Linked DNA regions of Cricetulus griseus: region 2 is linked to region 1. A link is a contact called in public Micro-C data. All regions are on one chromosome and are shown on one strand. Each heading gives the region's core, a stretch centred on a gene start, on an enhancer-like site or on the middle of the called end of the contact. The rest is flanking DNA. Distances are from core to core; before and after follow the strand shown.

What was found. A called contact is a pair of places that touch in the nucleus more often than the background predicts.
Region 2: a Micro-C map of the CHO-K1 cell line shows a contact between it and region 1, with 2.3 times the contacts expected there. The contact joins the enhancer-like site here to the promoter of Acvr1 in region 1. A contact is called at or near these places in 5 of 8 Hi-C or Micro-C datasets (the CHK-Q cell line, the CHO-K1 cell line, fibroblasts and 1 more).

Annotation. Positions count from the first base shown.
Region 1 is chr6:116,309,328-116,313,430 of CriGri-PICRH-1.0, forward strand. Acvr1 (activin receptor type-1) reads left to right here and starts at 2,480. Exons shown (of 11, transcript XM_035446227.1): 1 at 2,480-2,611.
Region 2 is chr6:116,392,221-116,396,569 of CriGri-PICRH-1.0, forward strand. The region is part of intron 3 of Acvr1 (activin receptor type-1); the gene reads left to right. Among named protein-coding and RNA genes, the nearest start is that of Acvr1, 83 kb to the left of the region's middle. Within about 2 kb of position 1,566, at least 1 of the 6 cell types and tissues checked has open chromatin away from gene starts, as enhancers often do. A contact at or near this core is called in the CHO-K1 cell line, where this site is marked.

The DNA of each region.
Region 1 (4,103 bases), core at 1,230-3,729:
AAGGAGGATACGCAGAAAACAGAAAAGATGCCAATTCACAATGCAGCAGGCAGTTAATTAAGAGGAGTCGGGCTCCCTGAAACATATGACTGAGATTGGAGAAGCTTAGACTGACAGAAGATGTATTTCCTCCAAGTTACTTTAAGGGTGTGATTTTTTTTTTCCCACCAGGGTTAAATCAGTGGGTTGGCTCTTAGGGTGGAGGTAGTGATTCTCAACAGGGCAATTTTGTACTCAGGAGACATCTGGTTGTCACTATTGTGATTCGAGAGTTGTCCTATGAAATCTAGTGAGTACCAGTCAAGGATGCTGCTAAATATATTTCAACATATAGAATGGCAAACCAATTATCAAGCTCTAAGTACCAGTAGTGCCAAAGTTGAGAAATCCTGGAATAAGGTTCCTAAACCCGAGGGCTGCACCCTGTCTGTGTGCACAGGGCTGGTGTGAAAAGCTGTATCCAAGTCTGTCCTCTTACTTTACACAAAGGCATGCACACACAGAGTTACAGCGCAAGGCCACAAGTACTACACAGAGTCCTCCCTTCCATACATTCTCTTAGAACACCGAGTAGTCACAGGAGAGCTGTCAGATGGTCTTTTGCACTGAGCTAGCCACAGTAAGAATACATGTGAGTAGTTGTCCAAAGCAGGTCAAGCTTCCTCAATTCACCTCTCTACCTTACTGGAAGCCTTTATTAAACATTCACACATGATATATGACAAACATAATCAAACCTGGTGCCTGACCTCATGGAGGGGGTTGTGAACGTTTGAAGGGCTAAAAGCATACAACAGCTTGAAGAGGTAGCTGCACTGGCACCTTACAACCACTGCCTGCTATTTTTCCCTCTTAGGTTAAAAGTGTGTCCAAGGTCAAAAACAGTGAGCAGCAAAGGATGACACTTCAGGTTAAGTGTCACCGAGGGCTCTGTTGTATTGTTTTATTGAGCAGGATACAGATTGGTACTCTTGCCTTGATCTGACCTGAACTTTCCTCTCCTGATCTCCACCAAATATAACTCAAGGCTCTTCTAATGAACGATCCAAACACAAAAGAACCAACAAGCTTCTTGTCTTTTTGCTTCTACAACACCTGAAGGCTAATTTTTAGCTGTTCCTTGTACATATGCCTGTGTTACTAGCCCGACTGCAAACTCCTGCAAAGGCCAGATCTTCCATTTCCTTTGCAACCATCTGCAGTGCTGCAGCCAGCGACCCAATAAATGCCCTCTGCATGAAGGGACCTGTAGGGATAAAAAACACTTTATGTTTTTTCCCATTTATCGGTGTCACGATTTTACTTTGCTTTGTGATAAGCTTGTACATTATAAGCTTGTAGAGGGCAGAGAAAATGGCTTGGTGCTTCCACACACTAAGCGGGCACCATGCAAAATTTGATCCTTGCATGCCTTTTTTTGATGCCCCGGATAATATTAGCACACTGGGGTGTTTTTGTGTATCCAAGGACCGAGGTTGTCAGCCTCTCTGCGGCGGGGAATGTTCCTTCCTTCCCACTGTAAGCTCCCATGGCGCCTAGGACAGGGCGGGATTATTGCAGAAGCCCCCTCCCCCCGACTTGCTTATTTTTATTACCAAGGAAGCAGACTGCGAAAATGGCAAACGCTTGCATAACCCCAGACCCTGCGAAGAAATGAGCAGAGTGGAAGGGGATCAGCAGGCAGGGCAGCGATGCCTGGCCAAGGCGGAGCATTGAAAAACCACCCCTCCGCCTGACACGCAGAATTGGAGATGAGTGCATGAGCCCCAGTAGTCCCTGGCCAGTCTGCTTGAGGCTCGCCCGCCCCGCGCCCCGGGAGCTGTCCAGACGTCCCCGCCCGCGCCTACCTGGCCGCTCCCCGCGCCGCTCCGCGCTCCTCCCTACCCCCCCCCCCCACCGCGTCCCGCCAGCCCTGCTCTAGCAGCCCGCAGCCCGGCGGCCCGAGGGTCGGGGGTCGGGGCACGGGCGGGCACGGCTAGGCTGGCGGGCTCCCCGGGGCCCGGCGCCTGCAGGGGGCGAGGAGCGCCCCGCCCCGCCGCCGGCCCTCTCCTCCCGGCTCCCTGGATCCGCGCCGGGAGGAAATGATGTGTTGCTGCCTGGTTAATCACAGCTCCCAGACACTCATTGGCCGAGCGCTCCGCAGCCACTTCCTCCTCCTCCTCCTCCCGCCTCCTCCCGGCCTCCAGCTCCGGTCGCCGCCGCCGCCGCGCCCCCAAGCGCTGGGGGAACTTTGCCGCCGCCGGCTCCCCTCCGCCCCGGCCGAACCCCCGCGTCGCCGCAAGTTTCCTCCGCCCTCCTCCCCGCCCTCCGCCTCCCTCCCTGCGCCAGTCGTCTTCCCGGCTCTAGCCGGGTGCCTGCCGCCAGCCTGCGTGCGCCCGGGCCCCGTGGCCGCCAGTCTCCCGCTCTGTGCCGAGCTGCGCTGCGCTCTGCGCCGCCGCCGCCGCCGCCGCCGTTGCCGCCGGGGACGCCCGCCCGCGCCCGCGGAGTTCCGGGCTCCTCGCCGGCTGCAGCGCCCGCCCCGCCCCGCGCCTCCCGCGCCGCCCTGCAGCGCCCCGCCGCCTCGCGCTCTCCGCCTCCCCGGGTTCAGCACCCGGCCGCCGCTGGACCAGAGGTGAGGACAGGTCGCCCGCAGCGCCGCCGGAACCGGGAAGACCGAGGGAGGAGGGAACCTAGTCGGAGGAGAAGCCGGGATCGGGGGTGGAGGGTGGGCGTCTCGGTGCCTCCCCCTCGCTTTCATTCTTTCTCCGGCAAGCTGCGTGCCCTCTCGACAGGGGGAAGCAGCGGCAGAACGAAACTGTCTTGCTTAGGGCCTCGGTTGCGGGTGGGATCCGGGGAGGGCAAAGACTTGGAGCTGGGGGCTCGGGTGTGCGTAGGGTGAACTACTGCAGGGTGTGCGCTTCGGACTTATAAATCGATCTGGCCTCTCGGCCCCGGGCTCACCTTCCAAGCTGAGCTTGGCAGACTAAAGGGATTGGCGAGTCACCCCCACCCTCAAAATATCCATCTCTTCCAAGAGGAATTTTCTGCTGGAGAGACAGCCAATAAACTCTGTTCAACTCCCTCCCTCCCTCCGTCCCTCCCTCTGTCCTTCCTAGCTGCAGTTTCAAACAGCTTCAAAGCCAGGAATGTGGGATTCATCTTCCCATCCCCAGAAGGCAGATGTGGTTACAGATGTTGTACGGTACTTTGCCAAGTTTAAAACCCTTCCTTCCACACTAACCAAAACAGTGAGGCTAGAACCTTGGGCGCACTGGGGAGAATTGTGGGCCTCTGGGGCCACTGCATGCATGGACTTCCGTCTGGTTTAGAGACTGGCTTGGCTCTGTCCAGTTTGTGCCAGATACTTCTCCCACCCTTTCCTACCTCCTTTTACCCCTGGAGTTCTGAACAACCCTTGTGTGGCATGGAGGAAGCTACTTGGGGGGGGGGGTACACAAACAAAACAAAAAGAACAAAACCCAACCATTTTGTAGCAGAAGAAAAGTGTTGGTTAAAAAGTTGTCATTAATTTGGTGTTTGGAGAGAAGCAGACTGTAATGCAGTGGATTTGTTGTTCCCTTTATTGGCTTTTCTTCTTTGTGGTTTTTGTGAATGGTGTGAGATGATGGGAAATGTCTCCGATCCCATACATGTTTAATGTAATTGCATATATATGTATTTGTGTTTGCATAGATATATAATTTTTGGGAAAAAATCCCCAAATTGAGACTTAACCCAATGATTTGAAACAATCCTGTTCCTGAGAGGCAGACTGCTCTGACAGCCCAAGGGAAGGCGGTGGCAAAAATAGACACCACCTCCTTTTTCCCCAAAAAATTCTTCCTGGAAAGGTGGTGTTAAGAAACTTCAGAGATGGGCTGATCCAAGTGGCGGGCCTTAAATGGAAACACTATAGTATGTCCTGGCACTAGTCTCTGGAGGTGGGTTGCTGGCCAGGGGCCCAGGCTTGGGCAGGCGGCAGACACTAGACTTGTGCTGACCTCAGAGGCTGCCTTGCCATGCAGCTCTACAGTTGGCACACTGCTTAAGTATGAAACCCAGGCCTCACCCATGTCACTCATGGAGACAGTGCGGTCACAAGGTTATTTTAAGTCTGGATAGGA
Region 2 (4,349 bases), core at 316-2,815, 82 kb after region 1:
CAGTTCTGGAAGATTCAAGTGCTAGGCTCTGACAGGCAAGGTGAGATCCACTAAGTAGACTCAGTGCTGTCAGGGAAGGAATAAATATCCAATATGGAGGGGTTCCATAAAGAAAGGGTCTGAGAGCCTGTAGCAAGAAGAGGCCTCCTGAGGACTCCCAAGTTCTGAAGAGGGCAGGGTGAAGAGCTGCATGAGTCAGGCTATAGTCTGTCTTGCAAGTGATGGGAGCCAGAGACCAGCAGCCTGTGTGGTTGCATGAATGGGCACGCCACTCCCTGAGTTAGAGAACACTAGGGAGGAATGCATTTGGAGTAGCTACATCCTGAGTTCAAAAGTCTTGGGCTTTCTAGTTGCCATTCTGTTTTATAGTCTTTTTTGACTTCCTCTCTTCTCTCAAAGCTCTTGAAATGTATTTGTTTCTTGGCTTTACAACTTTCTTAAGATCAGTGTCTCTGTTTTAAAGAAGAGTAAGACGTCTATTTCCTATAGGAGTGTGTAGACTGCGAGAGCATTTGCACCCCTGGTGTATTTTAGCCTCAAACATATACAGCCTGCCTTCTTGCCAAAGGATCAAGTGCCCTTCAGTAGGCATTCCAGATAGACCTTTGTGTTTCTGTCTGAAGAGCAAGCTTGCTGGCAGTGAAACCTGGCATTGCAAAATCCTTCCTTAAGCCTTTGTTTAATGCCAGAGATCTCAAATGCTTGCAAATTCTGGAGAGGTGCCAAACAGTGCTCCCAGATTAGGAGACGGGTGGAAGGACTCCCATAATCTATAAACCTAATATAAACTGCCACTTCAAATGAATGAATCGTTTGGACTGCTGGAAGGAGGCCAAGGATGTTTGGAGTTCCCTTTTTAGCTTATACAAGTTCTGCACTATTGGGCTTTTATAATCACCTTCTAATTACTACATTATTATTATACCGTTTTGAGGAGATCCTGTCAAAAACCCAGCCTGTCCCCTTTTGCTGACCCTTAGCATGGCTCCTGGCTCCAGGACAGTTTACTCGCAGCATTTTCTCATCTGTTACGTATCAAAGATCTTAGTGGGAAACATGGGTTTTTATGCCTCATATGGAATGAAAAAATCTGTTTGAATACTGTAAACATTATACAGTACACCACTAGGCAGGTGGAGACAGGAGAGTCTGCAGTATCGTGCCTCAATTGCTGAAGTCCTAGTTCAGCATCAATGTGAATAGTTTTACTATGAAGCCCAAGATTGTCCCAAGCTATCAACAGTCTGAAAAAGTCGGAGCCGCTTTTTGCTTTGTCTCTTCCATTTGCCAGCCTGGAGCCATCTCCTAGTGGGTGTGTCCAGACTGTGAGCTGAGCCTTGCCCAGAACAAGAGAAATCTTTTAAAGAGTTGGCTGCTGTGAACTCTTGGGGACTCCCAGCTCATGCCTCTGGCTTGCAAACAGTCCCATCCTCTCCCACTCCGGTGGCTTCTCCCTTGATAGGAAGCAGCCATCCTTTGTGGTCAGAGTTCTCCAGTCTGTTCCCAGCCAGCCCCAGCTGTGAGCATTTTCACACGGCCCTGGTTCTAGTGATGCAAAGAGCAAATGGAGCCAGCCATAACACTGAGTAATGCCGGGAGGTGCCTTCTAGAACAAACAATGTGGGTGAGCTGTGCAGAGAGGGAATACCTCTGGCTTGACATTTAAATTACTGAATTATTTAAATGAATGTCAACTAGGTGGAGTAGGCTTGCTGCCTTCTGCCAGGGCACTTCCTGGTTATTCTGGCAGGCAGGTGTAAAGACTTTATTCACTTTAGATATCACACTTCCTGTAGCACCATGGAGGAGCAGTGTTATGACACAGTTATCCTGCATTGATATCATGGTCTGAGAGGTTAGGAACCCACACATTCTTATATGTAGCTCTTACAGATATTCCCTAGCTCAACACCCAGCCCAAGTAAAATATTACAGGCCCACACATGTCATGGTGAATGTTAAATTTGACCAGACTGAAAAAGTGAGTCATGGGCATTTTGAGGCTTGCTGTATTCCTAAGAATTGTGGATATTAACATCTAAGTATGTTCTGCCTTCCTTTTAGCCTTTGTTGAATTAGTAATCCTAATTTAGAAGATCACTTTGACTTCTCTTTAAACTAACTCAGACTGCTATCTTCTATTGTGAATTTTAGGTCCTCATTTATATTTGTGTGTGTGTGTGTGTGTGTGTGTGTGTGTGTGTGTGTGTGTGTGTGTGTGTGTATCTCTGTGTGTTTGAGTGTATATGTGTATGTGTATAAAATAAGTACATAAAGGATTTACTAATTAGTTTTATGGGAATGTACCAATTAAATAAATGAAATGTTGGGAGGAAAGCATAAGAGAACCAGATTTGATGAAGGTTGAGTACTCGTGCTTGACTCCTGGTTTCATATCAAAGATGGAGTTAATTATTATATACCATTAAAAGCTATTCTCCATTTGTATTTGTTTCTTTGTCCTGAGTGTGGAGAACAAGGATATGTAAAACATGCATTTTGACATTTGTTTGGAAAGAGCCATCAACAGAAAAGCAGTCAGCAGCTTAGTTCTGTCTGTACAACTACAAGACATCTGTAGAAGGTTGAAGGAGACCTAACTGAGACTGCAGAGTCAGAGCTGACTAAGGTTAATGCTGCTTTTTGCCTGTGTACACAGCACAAGTGGGTTCAGTGAGTTGAATTTCACTAAATGTTAAAATTATTTGAGGTTCTGGCTTTTGATGAAACTCTTTAGTTATAGTTCAAACATCTGTCATACTATATATCCTGTCAAAGAGTCCTGGGAAAGTGGTATTTCTTCCTCTGTCTGTGACTACAGAGTTTACTTTAGGATACAACTTTGAAAACAGCTCACACTAGAAACATACTATTGTGAATATTTGCTGTCTTGGACTATACATTTATTTATGTTTGTTGGTTTTACTTATTTGTTTATTGCTGTAGATCAGTGGTTCTCCAATTAGTGGGTTTCAGTCCCTTTGGGGGGTCAAACAACCCTTTCACAGGGGTCACCTAAGACCATCAGAAAACACGGATGTTTATATTATTCATAACAGTAGAAAAATTACAGTTATGAAGTAGCAACAAAAATAATTTTATTCTTGGGGGTCACCACAACACGAGGAGCCAGATTAAAGGGTAGCAGCATTAAGAGGGTTGAGGACCACTGCCATAGATAAATCTGGGCACCTTACCCATCTATCACACCCTTCTCTGTGAGCTATAGCCCCATTCTCTGACCATCCATTCTGTAGGCTCAGTGATGAATGCTTTTATTTATGGTGTGGTACATTGACTAAATGATATTTGATTTTCCATCATCAGTCTGTGAATAGCCACCCCTTTATTCTGTTTTCATTTTATCTGCTCATCACAACACTAACTCTTCATCCCCAGCCCTGTATCAGCAGATATACTTTAAAATGTATTAGGTATATTCTTTGATAAATATGATTAAAAAATGATCTACAACTCAAATATTTGTGTTTTAAATTTGTATCAGTTGCTTTATTTCAGTCATTAAAATACAGTCATTTAATTCCTGTTTCAGGTCATACACAAATCAATATGATGCCATCAACATCCATATAACTCCCTTCCCCCATTCAGCTCCTCCTCAAGAACCATCACCTGTTGGGCAGTATAGTTGGCAGTTCTCAGCACAGCTTCATGCCATTCAAGAGTGGCAAGCATGTCTAGACTCCTTAGAAATATTATGTTTCAGCTTTCTTTTGGCAAGTGTAAACTTATAGCTGGATTGTGTCAATATATACATACATACATACATACATACATACATACATACATACATATGATTTTTATTGTCATAGAAATAGATAAGTGCAGAAATATCCCTTGGATCTCTCCAGGCAGGGAAAATAAAGACCATCTCTTTGCTCATTAAAGCTTTTACTCATTAAAAATGTCTGAAGGCTCTTGATTCTCAGGGGTTAGACTGGTGACATACATAGCATTGACAGTGGCTATTTTGGATTTTCTGCTTTCAGGCATGTCTTTGCTTTTGGATGAGCCCCTTGTGGTTTTCAAAAGAATGAGCAAGTCAATTATAAACAGAAGGACGTGTCTATGTGTCTGCATGTACTTATGCTGTGGGATGCAGCACCCACATGACAGTGGGCAGTGAACTATATTTCTACTTCTTTGAAGAGGGAAGAAGAAAGATTAAAAACACATTTTTCTTTTGGAGATAACCCACATCTTTATACACACCCACACAAATCTGTGTAAATGAACTTGACATTTTCAAAGACCTAACTTTAAGGTCTTCTCTTAAAAGCACAGCCACCCGACCTCCTCTTTTTCCTTTTCTTTTCTCCCTTCCTCTC